Linked DNA regions of Mus musculus: region 2 is linked to region 1. A link is a contact called in public Hi-C data. All regions are on one chromosome and are shown on one strand. Each heading gives the region's core, a stretch centred on a gene start, on an enhancer-like site or on the middle of the called end of the contact. The rest is flanking DNA. Distances are from core to core; before and after follow the strand shown.

Evidence for each region. A called contact is a pair of places that touch in the nucleus more often than the background predicts.
Region 2: a Hi-C map of cortical neurons shows a contact between it and region 1, with 4 times the contacts expected there. The contact joins two enhancer-like sites. A contact is called at or near these places in 3 of 39 promoter capture datasets (cranial neural crest, frontonasal cranial neural crest and hippocampal neurons) and 7 of 484 Hi-C or Micro-C datasets (the G1E-ER4 cell line, cerebral cortex, cortical neurons and 3 more).

What each region holds. Positions count from the first base shown.
Region 1 is chr2:110,227,951-110,231,371 of GRCm38.p6, reverse strand. No RefSeq gene overlaps it. Among named protein-coding and RNA genes, the nearest start is that of Gm22997, 12 kb to the right of the region's middle. Within about 2 kb of position 1,506, at least 28 of the 459 cell types and tissues checked have an H3K27ac peak or open chromatin away from gene starts, as enhancers often do.
Region 2 is chr2:110,669,308-110,672,728 of GRCm38.p6, reverse strand. Ano3 (anoctamin 3) reads left to right here. Exons shown (of 27, transcript NM_001128103.2): 21 at 1,513-1,610. Among named protein-coding and RNA genes, the nearest start is that of Gm52522, 25 kb to the right of the region's middle. Within about 2 kb of position 1,523, at least 6 of the 459 cell types and tissues checked have an H3K27ac peak or open chromatin away from gene starts, as enhancers often do.

The sequences.
Region 1 (3,421 bases), core at 257-2,756:
CCTATTTACAATTTATCTGGGGCCATCTTCAATCTCCTTAGTAGCCAGTCTTTGCCCAATTCTGTGTCTGTGACTATTAGGTGAAAATCTTTGAAATATACCAACCTCACAGAACACTAGCTGCCACCAAAAGTTTAAGAATATGCTCAAATGGTCTTTATAGTCTATAACAGAGATTGCCTCATTTACTGTAACCAGCCACCTGGTGTTTCTGTCAATGCATTTAAAATGTGCCTTATTTTATGTTGTTACTGTGTTAACTACGAAACTTCACAAAACTGTTGTCATATGGAATTAGAAGTAAATTACATCTGCATTTCTGGCCCGTGTCCACTTCTATTTGGCTCTAGATGAAACTCTCCTACCCTTTGAGGTAAGAGTGTGTTTTGGGGTATACAACAGCATATGGCTAAGATGGCAGGCAGACTGTTCTCTATCCCTCTGTTTCAGATGCAAGAGGTGCAGAGACAAAGGGAGACTAAACATCACTGGCAGGAACCATACCCTTGTGCTTAGGAGAGTGTGGAGAAAACTCACTTATTTTCCTTCAGCCCCCGTGACCTTCGCCTGTCTAAAGAGCAGAACAGCAGAGGCTGTTTCAGTGTCTGGCTTCCCCAAGGCTAACATAAGCTGGCTGGCTCAATGTTCCATGGAGCTGAGCTGGAAAACAAGTCATTCATTGTCAAATGCAAATCTATTGCTTTTGTACAAACAAAAATAAACGAGACAAGCAAAACCTGCAAATGGTTAGTCAGCCTATGTGTCTCCAGAGTGAGGCTGAACTAGATACAAATAAATATGTGTAAGTTTATAGTTCATTAAATTGATCTACATTATGCTTAATAAATGGTCTTTTAGTTGCATAGTAAGTGGACACTGGCATCCAGCAATCTTCAGAATAAATGGACTACCTGATCTAGTATATAAATATTAGCCAGAGGAACAACTCCACCTCCAAGAAGGAAGTTTAAGACTGCCTGCTTATGTTCAAAATCCCATATCACCAGCATCACAAGGATTTGCAAGATTCCCTTGCATGTTTTATTCATAGTTGTCTATGATAAATTATTAAGACAGCGACATATTCTAAATTATAAACCATAGCATTAAATTTATGGCATTTCAAAAGCACTTGTTTATAGTTTATCATGAATTATTGCAACAACAAAAAAAATCCTATCAAGGAGCAAACAACTCTTCAAAGAATAGACAATACCTAAAGCTGGAGAAATGGAAGATAATGAGGAAACAAACCATTCTGGCATTAAGCAGGACCATGTACTAGGGGGGAAAATTCATTGTGAAGGCAGTGGAGGTAGTCCCTTGGTAAGAAAATGGAAAATACTGAAGCTACGTGTCCCCAGCAAAGTTTACAGAGGTTTTGGCATAGACTGGGGTGGAGTTTGCCTGGAGTGCGATTGATGTTTGCTCTGGCAGAGGAAACAACTGACTGAAGAAAACGAGCCTCTCAGTGTCTTCTTTAGTCAGGGACGCCATCTAGTGGCTGAGATAGAATATTAGCCCACAGTCTTTATTAAGCTCTGCTTCCTTACACAAACTCAGATAGTAAGAGCCTAAAGAACAAAGCCTGCTGGTGCTCTCTCTTTTTCTCTCTGTGAGAGGTGTGTGTCCATGTGTGCCCGTGTATCCTTGTGTGTGTGTGTCCGTGTGTGTCCGTGTGTGTCCGTGTGTGTGTGTCTGTGTGTGTGTGTGTGTGTGTGTGTGAGACTGTGTGTGTGTCTGTGTGTGTCTGTGTATGTCTGTGTCTGTGTGTGTGTACATAGAGAAAGCTCAGTGGTAAAATACAGACAGCGGTGGAAAATGGATACGGGCATAAGAAAAACAGGAAATGAATAAATACTAGCAGGAAAAGGAAACAGCATAGAAGCTCACAGGACCAGAGACAAGAGTGTGGACAAAAGGCTACAGATCAAGTCTAGTGCGCATAATTTACAGTCCTGAATGAGAGACACTAGTTGCCAGAGTCCTGCTTGCTTATACCAGCGTGTAGCTTTGAGCAAGTGTTGAAGAACCAGAAGGATTTCAGCATGTGTCTGGCAGGAGTCCTTTTGGTCACATGATCCACTGCAGGTCTGGCAAGTGCTGTGGCCACCACCCCCCTTACATGTGCTCTCAGTGGTTTAAGGATATTCCTAAGTCCGTCCCATCCCTACATCCCCAGTACTGTGGCAGCTCTTACGCTAGTGAAGCTCCCCATTCTCGTTCCTCATATCTCTACTTAAACATTCTCCACTGTTTCCTGTGCACTCTCCCACACTTAGTACCCCTGGCTGTTTGTCCCATCTTTGTCCATTTGTCCTTGTGCTGTCAGATGTTCACTCTTTTCTTCCATCTTATTCTCTCTTTACTTGGAATGTTTAAATCATATCAAATGCAAACAGCATTTTTTTGAGCATTTTGTTTTGAGACAGGCTTTCACTACATAGCACTGGCTAGCCTAGAACGTGATATGTAGACCAGGCTGGCCTAGAACTCATAGGGATCCACTTGCCTCTGCCTCCCAGGTGCTGAGCTTAAAGGCCTATGCCAAAATTCATCTGTGAATCAAAAGAGAACAAAAGCCTGACAAAGAAGCAGAGAAATGTCTCCAATAGGAAAGGAACAGAAAATGAAAATAGAGGAAGGGGATGCAGAAGGCTGGCAAATAGCAATTGATTACTTTTAGGCTGTGCCTTTCAGACTTTATGAGTCAAAGAAGCACAAATGCACATGTCTTGGAATCGTAGGTGAGCTTGCAGCAGAACTTTTCTCCCAGAGATGACTAAAACAAGATTACCCCTCTTGCTCAAGTGTTAGATGGCGGTCCACCAACTGATAGTCTGTGCCTTCTCCCTGTGACTTGCAGTCATCTGTGACTCACTTTTAACCAACAGATTCCTATACAATTACATTCCAAAGCTAGGTCAGAAAAGGGGGGAGTTCCCACCTGCTTTGCCCAGTGGGAGGCCTGCACTGAGGCCTTCAGTGACAAGTAAACTGACCAAATGTTCTGAGGCTGCCGTGTGACGAGGAAGTCGACTAGCCCACATGAAGGGGACACATAGAGAAGCCTTAAGACGATAGGCAGGGCCGGGCAGTGGTGGCGCATGCCTTTAATCCCAGCACTTGGGAGGCAGAGGCAGGCAGATTTCTGAGTCCGAGGCCAGCCTGGTCTACAGAATGAGTTCCAGGACAGCCAGGGCTATACAGAGAAACCCTGCCTCAAAGTCTATAGGCAGGAAGGAAATGAGCGAAAAAGTTATCTATCTAGGCCCTACTGTACCCAGCGATGCCTTAAACAGCATGAAAGATGCTAGAACCATCTAGTAGAGCCTTTCCCCACATCATTAACCCACTCTAAACAAGAGAGTGATAAACAGTTGTCATCCTCTGGGGTCTCCACAGGAAGGCTAACAGAGTT
Region 2 (3,421 bases), core at 274-2,773, 440 kb before region 1:
CTCCAGGCTCAATTTTAATATATTCATTATTGACCTGCCCTTTAATTTTGGCCTATGCTTTACAGAAATGATTCAGTCATATATTTTATATGCCGTGACTACTCTCCAAAACAACTAATGTATTTTGTAAATAGAATTTATCTTTGACATGATGATTGTGGGAGGAGACTAGAGTCTTCGTTTGTCAGGCTCTGAGCATGTCAATTTGCCCTCACTTCTCTCTACAAAATTGAAGAGCAATCTCACTGCAATGTCCCCTGTATCTTAGTGATTCAGTTTCACACACTACACACAGCACATTTATGGTATAAAGTGAGAAAGAGTTTAGGGTGTCATGCATTCATGCTAAAAAGAATTGTGCTGGGATGATAGACTCTTGGCCCTGCTGTGCAGTGAGCACAGCCATGGGCACACCTACTCTCTGGTTCAGGTTGTTGAGCCACTGGGCTGGAACAGGAAAAGCAGGCTCTTTTTTGTCTTAATTATTTATTCCTTTTGAAGTCCCACTAGTACCAATTTGACAGAAATAGAAAGTATGGATCAAAGCCACAGAAATAATCATCCTTATGAGCAGGACATGATCCCATTTCTAAAAATGCAGACCTACATTCTCCACCTGAATTGCTTTTATAGTGGAGCTTCCACAGCACATAGTGATTGTTGGGCTCAATTAAGTTTGTGTGTGCTTGTGTGTATGTGTGTGTGTGTGTGTGTGTGTGTGTGTGTGTGTGTGTGTGTGTGTGTAGATATGTGTGTGTGTCTGTGTTTGTGTGCATGTGTGTATCTGTGTGTGTGCATGTGTTTCATGCCAACTGAATGGAAATCTAAACAACAGCAAAAATTAGCACAGAAGAAAATCTTCACATAAACTCAGAAAAGGAGACCTGAATGTTCCAGTGATTTTCAAAATCTCTCAAAGTTACAAAACAACAAAAAACAAACAAACAAATGAACAAAACCTGTTCCAAAAAGTAGAAAATGGTGAGACATGAAAGATATGCAACGCAGTATGCTGATTGCATTGTTCAACAATTGAGAAGAAAGGGGAATGATAGTGGAGAGTGGAACTTACTTAATTACAAGGCACTGCTGCTGATTCTTTCCCTTTGAGCTAGAAGGGAAGGAACCTATGGGAACTTGTTAAAATGTCTGAAAATATTTCAGAAAATATAAAAGTATTTGAAAATAGAGTTTCCTAGGAACACAATCATAAACACTGTGTCAGAATTATTTTTTCTAATGCCGTACTATTTATAGATATAGAACACATGTTAGTATTCATTACTGAGCATGCTTGACACTGAAAGGCAGCCAGTGCCCACTAAAAGCTAACTCAAATCCCACCATGGTTATTCAAAGCTTCCCCCAATATCATTGTACCTGTTTCCAATTTTACATGAGAAAATGGGACCCAGATGTACAATTTACTTTGCAATTTAAAGTTGGAGCTGTTTGAGCCAGCCTGGTGTGTAGGAGAGCAAGCTCCTTATGGCTCTCCCTGTTCTATTTCAGTGCCATCCTAGTGGCTGTCTGATAGACCTCTGCCTCCAGATGGGAGTCATCATGTTTTTGAAGCAAATATGGAACAACTTCATGGAGCTGGGATATCCGTGAGCATGCTGACTTTAGATGTGTCTTATATATAGTTATAATTTGGGGTTCATGAACAGTGATATGATTGGTCAACTACCATTCTGATCCTGACTAAATATGTGACTGCCCATAAGTTTTGGCTTTCTGAGACTTAAATTTTTCACATGTCTAAGGAAAGATAAATGGTGAGTTCACCATTTCCTTCAGAAACACCTGTTGGGGCTGAAGGAATGAATGTGCAGAGAATATTAGTTATTTCTCAACTATCCTCAAGACAGGGTCTCAAAAATAAAAATGACTTTTTGGTGTCTCAGAGCTATCAACAAATGTAAGGTGCTGGTGACATTATTGTTAAATAAAAGGTGCCTCCTTTCCTTCTAACATAATACATCAAGTTAGAAGAGGTTGGAAAGAACAAAGTTTGATAGTCCTATATAATGCTTCCTCTCCCCACCTCTTCCAAAATCATTAGAAGAAAATCGACATGAAAATTTCCTCTGAGGGGGACATTTACCTATGAGGGGCAAACTGATTAGCTGATTGATGATATAAATTGATAAATTATTCATAAATTAATGATATAAAATGGGTATGTACACACAATTTTACTTTCATTCTTTTTTCATGTCTTCCTATAAATGACACTCCTGAGCCACTGATCTAGTGATGGAGAAGGCATATAAGCACAGCACCCTGCTGAGCACTGGTTAAACTACAGTGGGACTTAGAGCATGGATTCAGAACTACCTACCTTTGGCCTCAATTCCTTGATAATCCTGATTAGAGTTCATGTCACGACTCTGATGTCTTTTTTTTCCTTCGTTTGTGAAACAGGAAATTTGCAAAAGAAGAATGAAATGACACAATATAATTTAAAATTAAAATTTAAATAACAAAATACTTGTGAGGGGTGTATATTATATACACATGTGCATATGTATTGATATATTTAAATTATATACTGGGTGGTGGTGGCATCTGCCTTTAATCCCAGCACTTGGGAGGCAGAGGCAGGCAGATTTCTGAGTTCGAGTCCAGCCTGATCTACAGAGTGAATTCCAGGAATTCACAGAGCTACACAGAGAAACCCTATCTTGAAAAACCAAAAATAAAAAATTAAGTATTTAAGTTATATAACAAATTCAATGAAATCTCTTCTAAATAAAAACTGCATAATTTATTAAAGGCTAGGGTCCCTCATGTACTTGCTATATATCCCTTCTTCTCCTTTGCTTACCACTTTTTAATGTAGGGGATGGGAAAGTATCCTATGAACACAACTGAGGAAATTAGACATCAAGAGTATGACATAGGACTGACTCTTTCAGGAGCATATCATAAAACCCAGCAGGGTGCAATTGTAGCCACTGTAGCATAGAAAAGTATTCTTTGCATCATCATCATCATGAATAGTCTACTATATTCGTTAGACATGTCCGATACTCATTTTAATGGTGAGCTTGTCCAGGTGGTAAGCTTGAATCACATACATCAAATACTGAGGGAAAAATAGCAGGAGATCTTCCACTTGTGCTTTTCCTTGGTTTTTTTTGTTTGTTTGTTTGTTTGTTTTGTTTTGTTTTTCCACTTGTGTGTTTTTCAAGGACTCAGGCAAAGGGTTTTGCAGGTGAAAACTTAGCAAGTATTAATGGTTAGAACAACAATATGAACTAATCAGTACCCCCAGAGCTCATATCTCTAGTTGCATATGTAGCAGAAGATGGCCTAGTCGGCCATCACTGGAAAGAGAGGCCCCTTGGTCTTGCAAACTTTATATGCCCCAGTACAGGGGAATGTCAGGGCCAAGAAGCAGGAGTGGGTGGGTAGG